Linked DNA regions of Dromaius novaehollandiae: region 2 is linked to region 1. A link is a contact called in public Hi-C data. All regions are on one chromosome and are shown on one strand. Each heading gives the region's core, a stretch centred on a gene start, on an enhancer-like site or on the middle of the called end of the contact. The rest is flanking DNA. Distances are from core to core; before and after follow the strand shown. Region 1 holds the start of SFXN1 (sideroflexin 1). Region 2 has its middle 130 kb from the start of MSX2.

The links. Hi-C and Micro-C count contacts between places; a contact is called where the count stands out from the background.
Region 2: a Hi-C map of liver shows a contact between it and region 1, with 11 times the contacts expected there. The contact joins the enhancer-like site here to the promoter of SFXN1 in region 1. A contact is called at or near these places in 2 of 4 Hi-C or Micro-C datasets (brain and liver).

Annotation. Positions count from the first base shown.
Region 1 is chr15:14,626,266-14,632,129 of bDroNov1.hap1, forward strand. SFXN1 (sideroflexin 1) reads right to left here and starts at 3,923. Exons shown (of 12, transcript XM_064521012.1): 1 at 3,814-3,923; 2 at 2,837-2,992.
Region 2 is chr15:15,057,638-15,063,938 of bDroNov1.hap1, forward strand. No RefSeq gene overlaps it. Among named protein-coding and RNA genes, the nearest start is that of MSX2, 130 kb to the left of the region's middle. Within about 2 kb of position 4,749, at least 1 of the 2 cell types and tissues checked has open chromatin away from gene starts, as enhancers often do.

The DNA.
Region 1 (5,864 bases), core at 2,673-5,172:
ACATACTACTCAGTTTTCAACAACACAGATATTTGATCATTTATTTTAACATGAATAAAAAGAATGTGGTTGCAAACAAAAGATGAGGTTTTAAACAAAGTTTAAACTGTACTTGCTAATAATACTGCACTGAAAAAACTCACAAACTGGGGGCCTAGATACTGCTGCATGACTGAATAATCCAGATGGATGCATGATCAACTCCTTTGGGAAATTCTGGGCAACCCAACCTTGCGCAGTAGCGCATGATGAAGAAAAGCAGCTTCTCTGTCTTCACTGGAACCATTTATATTTTTGTATGTTATTTTCACTCTGTGTTTTAACCCAAAGCTTGAAAAAATCCATTCCACAAGTAAGAAACTCCATCAGGCATGTATCATAAATCTCTACAGAATGTAAAGTGAAATCAGGAGTAGAACAACAGGGAGATTTCTTGCTGATATAGCTGTGAATTCCATATCTGATCTAAATACACATTTTTAAAGCTGTAATCACTGTTCTGAGTCAGAAAGCATCCCTAATGTCAAAACATCCATTCCTCAGAGATGGAGATACAGAAGCCAGAATTCTCTTGAGTGGGCATCCTTTAGCAAGCATCCTTGGATTAGGTACCAGATAAGGTTAACTGCTGCTTTGCTTTCTATGCAGAATTTTCTGTTAGTTTTTGCTTTTATACAGGCTGGAGTCCAGATTATAGCCTCCTGTACCTTCCTCTACAGAAGTGGACTCTGTCAGTGAAAAAGCGTCTTTTCAACTCTCTTGCCTGCAGTTTTAGAAAGTCAGCATAAACTGAGCTGGGGAGACAGATGACACAAAAAGAAAAAAAAAGCAGATGTTGGGATAATGAACTTGGCAACACTCCACTTCTCAGTGCTCATCTTCCAAAATGAAACCCGAAACCCTGTGTTACAAAGCATAGGACACACTGGGAGTTTAAACGTACAATTCAAAACGCCCTGCATACAGGAGTTAGTAGACTAGTTAGTAAACTAGTCTACAGAAATGCTGAAAATGAAAGTTTCAGTTATATGCTAGCCTTTACCAGGACTTAGACACCTAACTCCAGGTGAAATAAAGGCACTTAGATCAGAACATGATTCCCAAAATCTTCCAGAAGTCCCTTTTTGGAAGAGGAGAGTGAAGTCACTTTTTTCTTTTAAAACCCAGTAAGAATGGAAGGTAACAGCAGTACCTCTTTCTTATCATAATCCAATAGGTTACAGAACAGTTCAAAAGTTAGAGCCATGTGCTGCTGAAAAAATGCCATGTGCAGATTCACTGGGAGAGAGAAAAGAAGGTATGACACATTTGGGCCCCCCAGATCTCCATTCTTCAAAGCAGTCCCCTAACAGCCTGATGTCCAATAGTCAATGCCCTGTTCTAGAAAGTGAGATGCAGGCTGGAAAATCTTCAGGTTGAGGAAAGTGCTGCTATAAGAAGGGGAGAGGAACACCTCTCTTCTTCTGACAGGTTTATAAACTGAAGCGACCATGGCCACTTGTCTGTTTTTGCACAGCTCAGTTCTTTTGAAGCATCTTCTATGGTGCTTTGACAGAGAAATACTTAAGAATCCTGTTAGGCCTTTTTGTTCCTTAAATAAAACATTGGCTCTTTTGGGGGCTTCTCTGCCTGAAAAAAACTCAGATTTTTCCTTTCCAGTAGAAATATCCACCACCCCGCTCTGCTCGAAAAGGTGACCTATTCTACTTTAAAACTACAACACATTGGCAAGGCGACAGTGAGAAGGCAAACCCAGCTTTAACCCATATTTCAATTGTTCTGGCAAAGAAAAGTATACAATGCATTCTCCAGGAATGTCAATCAAACCAGTATAATTAGTTTAAATGAGAAGCACTAATAGATTTTTTAGGGGAATAAAGCATTTTCACGTGATGGCAAAACAGCACATATCAGACTTACTGGAGTCATTAAGCAACGGTATTCCTCTATTTGCACTGCTTGCTACCTCAGTTTGAAAGAAGTAGCACAGCTGATGACTGGGGGAAGTATGATGCAACATACTTGCACCAAATGTTAACAGAGCCACTTGCCAAGTTTTCCTTCCTCAAAGCAGCTTCCACCAGTAAATATCTATTTAAATCAAAAAAATCTTTGTCTGCAATATGCTTTTTTCCTACTGCATTAACAAAAACAAACTGAATGCTGGCTAATGCAAATCATGGTAACACTACAAGATACTTTTTTGCTTATAAATGTACGTCCTGTTTGTAGCCTAGCAACAAAAGCAATAGTCTGTGTTAAATGGATAGTGTCTGCTGCTGGGTCTGTCTCCTCAGAACAGCAGCCATCTTTGGTGTGTAACTTAAAGAGGGATTTCATCATTCTGCATTAAAGCTACCTCCAGATGTTAGAGGTTGCAGCAGCCAACTCAGCAGTGTGTGCTTTCAATCTGCCATCTCTTCTATCACCGCTCTCATCTCATGAGGTATATCACACAGACACACATCACCCATTACACATTTACCTCTCCTCTTCACTAAGGAAAAACACTTTCTTTGCTAAAAGGGGTTATTTCAAGCTCTTATTTTATTTTATTCCTGATTGCTTCAGACTTTTTTCTGCTCCTTATTTTTTAAAACCCAAGGTAAACTTAAGTAGGATTATCTGGCTCTATCCAAACACGTTCATGGTCCTCTCCTGTAGTTTTTCCCTATATAATACCTCTTTTCCTGATAGGATCCGAACAGGAGATGCTTTATTTGTACTTTGGCGCAAAGCCAGTCGTCACTGCCCCCTACCCTCTCAATACCCATCATTACAATTACCCTCAATTTTTTATAACTCAGTAAAGAAAAAAATCAATATGCATAATTACCCCCCCACCTCTGGTTAGTGGATGGCTGACCTCCAAGGTACAAGGTGTGTTCTTCCCCGGGAAAAGATGACAGCCCAGCACAGCGAGGCTCGCTCCCTGCAGGCACCGTTACGCGTGCCCTGGCTGTGATCCGCCACCCTCGGGTCACACGCCGAGCTGCGAGGACGACTGTTGGTCAGGGCGCAATTTCGGGAGGGGGTTTTGGAGACGGTGGGAAGGCAGGGAGCTGTCATTTGCGGAGAGAGGACGGCAGGGGGAAAGGCTGTGGCAGCCCCCAGTCACCTGTCTAACGCACGTGATAAGCGCAATGACAGAATATCCCTAGGAAAGGGGGTGATCACCACCGCCCAGGGGCTGGGAAGGATGGGGGGGACCCCGGGCCTCAGCCCCTACGGAGGCGATGGAGGGTGACACAGGTTTGGGCCTCAGCAGAGGGGATGGGGTGACACAGGGTCTGGGTCCCTATGGAGGGGATGGGGGTGACATGGGGTCTGGGCCCCTACAGAGAGGGGGATGGGGGTGACACAGGGTCTGTGACCCTATGGAGGGGATGGGGGTGACATGGGGTCTGGACCCCTATGGAGGGGACGGGGGTGACACAGGGTCTGTGCCACTATGGAGTGGGGGGAAGGGGGTGACACAGGGTCTGTGCCACTATGGAAGGGACAGGGGGTGACACAGAGTCTGGGGCCCTATGGAGGGGATGGGGGGTGACACAGGGCCTGGGGCCCTACGGAGGGGACAGAGGTGATGCAAGGTCTGCACCTGTGGAGGGGACAGGGGGTGACACGGGGCCTGGGCCCCTATGGAGGGGGCCGAGGTGACCCCCGGGCCTGTGCCCCCATGGAGAAATCGGGCTACGGGCCGGGGCACCGGGGTGCCCCAGGGCCTGGGCCGCGGCCGGGGGTGACACGCGCCGCAGCGCACCGGGGCCGGGGGTTGGGGGATGGCGGGGGCCGGGCCCCGGCGCTACTCACCGCGGCCGCTCCGCGCTGCCCGGAAGAGGCTGGGCGCCGCCGCGGGCCGGGGGGCGAGCGGGCCGCCCCGCTCCGCCCCGCTCCGCCCCCGGGGGCCGGGCCGCGCCGCGGCAGCTCCCCGCCGCCACGAGGCCTGGGGGCCCGGCCGGGACGCCCTGAGGCAGCGGGCCTGCGCCCGCCGGTGCTGCCGGGCGCCGCGGAGCCCGCCCGTGGCCGGAGCTGCGGCTACGACTCCATTTTGGGCGAATCTTGGACGTGAAGGGGGGCGACGCTTCCAGGCCCGGCGCCTGCCTGCGCCCCGGTTTCCGCAGCTCGTGCCCCAAAACTTCAGAGCAGCTCAGGCTGTGAAGCCACTTTTACATCTGAGGAAGGGAAAAGCTCGCGGTTACCGGCCCCCTCTGTGCCGCGCTGGCGGTATTTGGGTCGTGGCTAAATTGGGTCGTCAGTCCGACTTATGGGACTTCGAACCCCAAAAAAGCAGTGGACCAAAGGCAACTGTGCCAGTAAAGTCGGGTTTTTACTTACTTGCTCGTTCTCATGACACCTGCTTTAATAAGGAGCGCAGGAAACAAGCAGCAGCAGGGAAACGCTCGCAGGAAGCCGCAGTGAAATGACCCTTAGGAAAACAGTGTGCTCTCAGGCCCTAATCCTGAAAAGGAGTCAGTGGTAATAAAATACTGCCTTCTTACAAAATCCGCTCCGAATGATGGGAGCTTTCTTGCATATGGTGCCTTAAAAAAAAAAAAAAACACGGATCTTTGGTTTTGTTAAAGCCAGGCCGAGGAAGGGGTTTCAGAGCATTTCATTCCATTTAGCAATTGTGGCCGCTCCGCGTTATATCGTCACAGAATCTTGTTGCTTTTCTGTTGGAGGTTGGACGTGCGATCGTTCGAGATTTTTGAAAAATAGTACCCGGTTACGCCGCTCCTACGCGCTCTCCAACCCCGCTTCCTAATGACCACGCGGACGGGATCCCTTACACGCTTTTCAAGAATCAGCGGTTAAACGTTTCTGGAGGCCTGTAGATGTGTTTATTGATAGTGTTTGGGGCAGAGCCGGTGACATTTTTGCTGTTGAAACTGAACTGTGAAAAACTGGATTTCTTAATGCTTTTTGCGTAGGAATGTAATCTTGTAGGCTGGATTTTGTTTTCAGCTTTTAGCTAGAAAATTCACTACATATTTTTCAATTAAAAGTTAAAGATTTCTGTTGTAAATTTTGAAAATACTTCTTTTTCCACAGGGGAATTAATGTTTTGGGGGTTACCCCTAGGGTTATGCTATTTTCCAGCTGTTGACGGTCTGCCTGTAGGAGAAGCTGTAGGACACCCCAAGCTTGATTGGAAACCCCTGTGCACCTATTACACTCACAATTTAGGTTTGAGGCCTAACTTGCAAGCTAGGAATAAACTTCCAGCAGTCTCTCTTCCCATTTTGTATGTATATAAACCCAAGCATGTTTTTTGCATGAAGTTCTTGCTTTGTAGAAGCATTTTCGTACCTGCTGAAAACTGTGGCAGTGACTCCTAGTATCACTTGATCCTTTGACTTTCATTCTGACACAGACAGATCAAATCTCAGATGTCCACACATCCGTTGCCAGCTGGGGCTCTAGTGCTTAGATCATACTTGGGAATATAAATACAATAGGTGAAGGTACAGATATTCCAGGGTGAGCTTGCATCATGAAAAAGAAAAGGCTTGCCTTGATACCCATGCATTGCATTTTTCTTGCACATTGAATTTTATACAAAATGTATGTACTTTGCTGCTTTTTAATGTTGTCAGACAGATCCCAGGCTCCATGACCACTGACAAATCAAATTCTGAATGCACCTTTGAAGATATCCAGCCCTAACACTTGCTGCTAAAAACATCTCAGTGACTGAACAGGAAAGACATCTCATATAGAAAATGGGTATAGCTAAATATTGTGCATTGAAACAAATTAGTTGCCAGTGTGCATAACTGATACAGTGGTATGTTGCTTATATTCTAAGGATTCATGTCTTCTGCCTCTTGATCCTGTTATATGCCAAAGACATTAAAACT
Region 2 (6,301 bases), core at 3,499-5,998, 430 kb after region 1:
CTGTAAGAGACAGCACTAGCAGGGAAATGATGTGATAGGAACTGTTAAATGAGGGGTAGTTCCCATGCTTTCATGGTTCTTTAAAAACAGTCAAGAAGACTTTTTCCAAAGCTCAAACAATCTTTGTTCCTAGTTCTCGGTCACTATTTTGAATTTTAAGGAGTGGGGATATCATTTTGTCCAATCAGGTTTGCTGTTATAACACCAAATGTTATCATAAATGCTTTGCAGTAGATCAGTTAGGTTTCCGTCCAATTTCCAGCTGTTACGATGAAGTGTACTCTGGATAGCTGTAGTGTAATAGCAACACAAGCCATGATTACCATAATTTTTTCGTACTAAAACACAGATCACCACATGGGGTCTGCAGCACATCTAGCTAAAACATGTAAGATCAAAGATTGCATTCCCAAAGCTGACGAGGGGGCTGTGATGTCTACTTCATGTTAGGTACCTAAATTGTTTAGATGGCTTGGAAGATCTCAGATGTCTATACTCAGTTAATCTCCTCAGATTGTCAAACTGCCCCATGGCATAACATGTTTGGCCCCAAATTTGTTGAAGCGACAGGGCCCAAGGTACGGGCTTTGTTTCCAAGAGTCAGGAAGCAGAATACGTTAGCGACAACAAAAGATGAAATATCAAAGGTTCTTTAGAGTTAGCAGCTTTAAAGTTCTCTCATAAAGTTGTCCTGTGACCCTCCAGACAAAATGGTGATGTTTCAATCATGTCATTACCTGAGGCAGATTACAATTTTTTTAAATTATTCTTCCCTTCTGCTTTCAAACAGCTTGTTTTTAAGTGGGAGGAGAGGAGGGTGAACAGTGGAAAGGGCGTGTGCAGCTGTACCATGAAAAGTACATTTCAATACAGATAAATACACCCAAAAGCTTTATATATGTTGCAACATCCCAGACATCAGTGCTCCTGAGGAGAGCATTAAAAAAAGCAGCAACCCTAAATCAGATAAATACTGCAGTAAACCAGGTTCAGAAGGGAGAAGAGGGGAACACAGCCTCGCAGTTCAGTCAAGGGCTGGGAGTCACAAGCCAGTGGGGTGGGAACTTGTTTTCCTGTTCTGTGCTGGCATGAAACTGCATGAGAAAGTCCTGCTCCCGCAAGAGCCAGGGGCCTGGTGGCGTTGGCTTCGGACATGGAGAGGAGACAGTCCAAATCCCGCTGCCTGAGCCTGGGTTTCTCCCACTTGAGGTAAACGCCTCACCACAATTGGAGGAATTATTCCCTTTCCACAATAATTTTGGTTTCAAGAAACTGGCAATTTTTCACAAAAAGCACCCTCCAAAATCCCCAAGCTGAAATGTTTCCAGCATCAGCCAGGAAAAATGTCTTTTTCTTGTACCTCTGGCATTGTGGTTTCCAGCAAGTTAGTTTAATTGTCCCTGGGCTTCCCCGGTGATAAAAACAAGTAATAACAACAATAACGTTTAGCTTTTGCTTTGAGGTCCTGAAAAAGTTTATTTTGTAAATTAAAACATTTTTTTCTAATATTTTATGCCATTAAGGTTGTTTTTCCTTTGGAGAAAGGTGAACAGGGGCCAAAAACATAAGCTCTGACCCAAAAATTTGCCTCAAACTCAGCAGAACATTGTCCAGCCAACATCATTATTTATTCTTTAATGCAACCTCTCACGCATCCTAGTGTGTCACCGGTGTCTGACAGGTGTCCAGCATAAAGTTGCCAGCAGAACAACTAGCACATGGCTCTCTTCAGAGTTTTTTTCTATTCTTGTTGTGTTCAAAATGATGTGTTTATAACGCCTTTCAGTGGCAGGACACTGGGGGCTTCGTTATTTTAGGTACTTATTTTTTAAAAAAGCAGGGAGCCCTTTCTGTTAACATGGTAACACTGTATTTAAATTAACATCAACGTGAATGATGCTGCTGTTATGCATCACTCCACAAGTAAAAATGCCATCTGTAGCCAGGTTATGCTCACTACAGTGACAGGAGGAGGTATTATCTACATAGAGTACACAGTTACAAGATTTAATAGCTCACAGCTGTTCCTTAAGGTGCAGAAATTACTTTATTCTCAGTTTATTGAAATATAACAGAGGCCCAAATCCTCAAAGGTATTAGCAGCTAACTCTTGTTGAACTCGGCTAGAGTCAAGCACTTATATAATGGGTGAGCCAAACATCACACAAGCAGTCCGTGGAGGAGCAGAAAACCAACTTTTGGCTAGTACTTCAAAAATTACTGCACCGTTTGCCTCTCTTGGGCACGTCTTCTGCTTAGTTAGTACTTGGCCATGTATTTAGGGCTAGTTAACTCCTGAGCCAGCATTCAAGAAGAAAACGCATTTACCTTTCTGTCCAGAGCGTGGAGGAGCTCACAGGAAATGCCATATTTCAACAGATGTTTTGGGACATCTCCTGAAACTGCATTTGGTTTGGGCTATCACAGTGCCACAGAGCTGCAGAAAAACTGGAAGAATAAAGGCAAGAAAAAAAACAATGATAAAGAGCTGAAGGGGTGATCTGTGAGCGATGTGAGCAGTAAGCTTAATACAGGAGAGCGAGGAGTGACGATGAACGTCAGATTTAAGTGGTCAAGGGCTGTGCAGTCTTGTGGCTATGGGTATGTCCTGCAGCACAGAAATGGACCCACATCAGGCAGAGATAGTGATGGAGGGGATGGGGACAGCTCTGCTAGCCCTTCCTTCTCCCTGTGTATCAGCACCAGATTAATGTCAAGGAAAGAAAATGTCTGGGGGAGATACGAAGAAATCTATGTTTGGCTGTTGGCCCATTAAATCATTGTGTGACCCACCAGAGGAGCCCTGTGTGTTTGTGCCTCTGTAAGTGCCCTTAACATTCAGAGGACCTTACATGCTGGAGAGGAGAAACTAGTGGCTTGTCCATCTCGATCTCCTAACAGCCTGCATACTGCCCTTCTCTGGCCAGAAAGGAGAGGACTGGCCAGGATCACAGAAAGCCCCTTCTCAGGGTGGTTGTGTTTGAAGTTCAATGGGAGTTTTTTTTTTTTTTTTTTTCCCCCTCTTGGCCGCGTGACTTTTTCATGTTGAACTAAGGGGGTCTAATGAATGGAAAACTGAAATCGGAGGATTTTCATTCTTTAAGGAAATTAACCTCATTTAAAGGAAATGAGTGTTCAGAGGCAGAAAGGAAAGTCATAATTTAAATGATATCAGAAGCTGGTTTTCCTTATGTAACATATTATTAAACAGTGGGGAAAAGCTTTCACTAGGCAGCCTCAGGGAGCACTCAGCAACTATAAAGAGGGTTCACATGCATGGCTCTAATATGTTAATAAATTATGCTAATTACAAGCAAGGGATTAGAGAAGGGGAAATCAAATAATGGTGCAGTAACTGGGCCTCTTTCAACTTAATTTGCAACATTGCCTGTCTAGGCTCCTTGTTGAGTTACCAAGTTTGTTTTCTTCTTTCGAAGACTCTGAAATCCTCTTTTGTCCATGGGAAGATGGTGGTGTCACTGTCAGGAGATAGTGAATGAAAAAAAATGAAGTGCAAGGGGAGCAAAAGCGAGAATGAACCCTCTCCCTGATGAGTTTCTAATGACTGAAGGCTCAAAAGAGACAGCAGAAATACTGCTGCTTTTGCACTGTGCTAGCCTGGAAACCTGGCTGAAAAATGTTGTCGAATAGTATGTAATGGATCATGTTCCATGCATTTTCCTTTCAAAGCCTTCATAAGCAGGAACTTAGCAGAACTGCTGGAGGAGACTGGATTTCCCTCAGCTGCTAGCTCTTACTGTCCTGATAATCTTTAATTCCTTTGTCTCATAGAAAGTGATTCCCACATTTCAGTTATTTTCACTTGAATGGTACTTTTCCCCAAGATGGAATGTCTCTTTTCTTATTTGGAGACAGAGCCAATTCTTGCCTGGGATCTCCTTTACCTCACTGGGAAAATGTTTTGATTGACTTGTCAGTAGCTTTTGGATCCTTGATCTCAATTTATTTGATAGATTTCTTCCCCTGCTTTTAGAGTTTTTTCCTTCTTTTATCCTTCAAATGAACAGCTCAAGTGGTTTGTCAACTCTACCTTTTCCTTTGTGATTTGCTGGAATTTATGACAGGAAGAATTGGAGTAAATTAGAACAATTAAAGGAAAGCAAGAATGTGTTTCATTTTTGCTTTTTTAATTAATCCAGGGTACAGAATCCAATTGTCCCTTGCATTCTGGCTATAGCAATATGTCCTTCAGGGAAGGGTAGAGGTCAGAAGGGGAAAAAGCTGAGTCTGATAATGAAGAATGAAATTGATATAGAGATGGGGAAAGTTTGCTATCCTTTAGGAATTCCCTCCAGTGTGAAAAGTGCTACCTGACAGTTAAGCTATCTTTCAGGAAAAGACTAATGGAAATAGACATAAATGAGCATTCACAAGCCCCAATTTTCTCATTAAAAAAAAAACTGAAGAGTTAAAAAAATAACCAAACTCAAATATGTTTAATTTCTCTAATAAGACACTGCCTTTTACCCTCAGGAAAGGGGCAAGTATTCATTTTCATAAATTCCTTTTTTAGTAGGTTTTTTCATTCTTTTTTTTTCCTTTCTCTTTTTTTTCTCCTTTTCTCTCATTCTCTCTTTTTTTCCCCTCCATCAGCAAGGGGGGTGGTGAAAGAAAACAGAGACAAGCCAGATGCCTTTCAGTGCTTTGATCAGTTTCTCTGCAGACAGCCAGGCTGCCTCCTAGCACCTCTTTAACTACAGCTTGCCAGTAAGAAAATGAGCTGTTTTAACTCTGCAATTACAGTGCCTGCTGAATGCCTGTCATCACAGCAATAGGAACCTGATCTGAACTGTATATCCACTGGAGAGAGAATTACAGCAACCAGGGCAGAAAGTTAAATACCCCCTGTGGCGGTGAGACTCATATAAACGAAAAAGCCCACATCCCAGGCCTCCTCTGTTGGTGTAAATATATAAAACACTGACAATATGACACGCAGCTTCTCGAGAGAGTCCGGGAAAGGGGGAGCTGTAGGGTGATGCCATCCTGTTGTTTCAGATATTCTTGGGAATGATAACTATGAATGCCTAAGAAAAGAGAGAGCAGTGGGGGAAGGGAAGGAAAGGCATGGAAGGGGTAAGAAATTTATGCTATAAGCAAAGACATATGTGCACTGGGTACTGTTCTATCCATGGCACAAAAGTAAATGCATATATGGAACCAAGTCAGAAGGTAGTTTGCTGTTCAACACCACTTCACTCATGTTGCTCTGAAGTCAACACACATACACAAATGTGCTGGTGATGTGGGGCAAAGAGGATCTGTCCCTGTTCGGAGGGCAGAGGTGTGGAAAGTTTGGTGACTTCACAAATATGTGGCCATTTGAGGAATACAGCTATGATTTCCTCCTCTCTGGAGGTTACGCTTTAATCATTAGATTAGTCTTCCCTTAGGCAGACAGCAACTTGTTTGAACCCCTGAGAATATTGTATAATCCTATTGTGGGCATTCATTTTTAAGCCACCCTCTGTTAAATTATACAAATTAAAAAAAACAAAACAAAACAACACATTTGCATTCATGGGCATTTTACATACCGGCATTTGTTTGGGAAATATGCAAACAGATTGCAATCTGGGCCTGATCCAATGCATACTCAATCAGACAGCCCTGAACCAAACCCTTGCTTTATAAGGGCAGCTCTTAATGGTATCCTTGATTTGCAGTTTGTGTCATTTACCTTGAAAGTAAGTGGGTAGCAGGCAGTTCTTCAAGGCCTCTTCCGTCACAACAAATGAGCTGCCCATCAAGTGGATCTGAGGTTAGAATTATGCTGCCTTAACCTATTTGAATGTGTGCGAAAAGATGGATTAGAAGTAGGCAACTATAGCCAGAAAGTTATTAATTAGTTGATGGCTGCTTTATAGAAGTATTTTCCCATGGATCATGGACTATTAGAGGAATAAAATCAGATAACTTCTTCTCTAGTGTGTAGGATAAAGGTCTGAAAATCCAACCTTATGGGTTTTCCTTCTGATTCTTCCAACATATGTTCTTATTTAAGCCATTTTAATAACTACATGCTCAAATTTCTCTTCTGAAACGTGTGTTCCCATTCTCAGTTATCTTAGGGATGAGTTACAAGTGCTAATTGCATCCTGTTATGTTTATAAACATTAAAACTCTCAGGCCAATGTTTTCACACTGCAATGGCAACCCTGAAGCACCTTGTTCAGTTACTGACCACTACAAGGGATGATTGCCAACCATCTTCCAAAGGGGCATGAGATATAAATGACCTACGCGATTTTGATGAGACTTGCGAGGGGAACTTGATGTT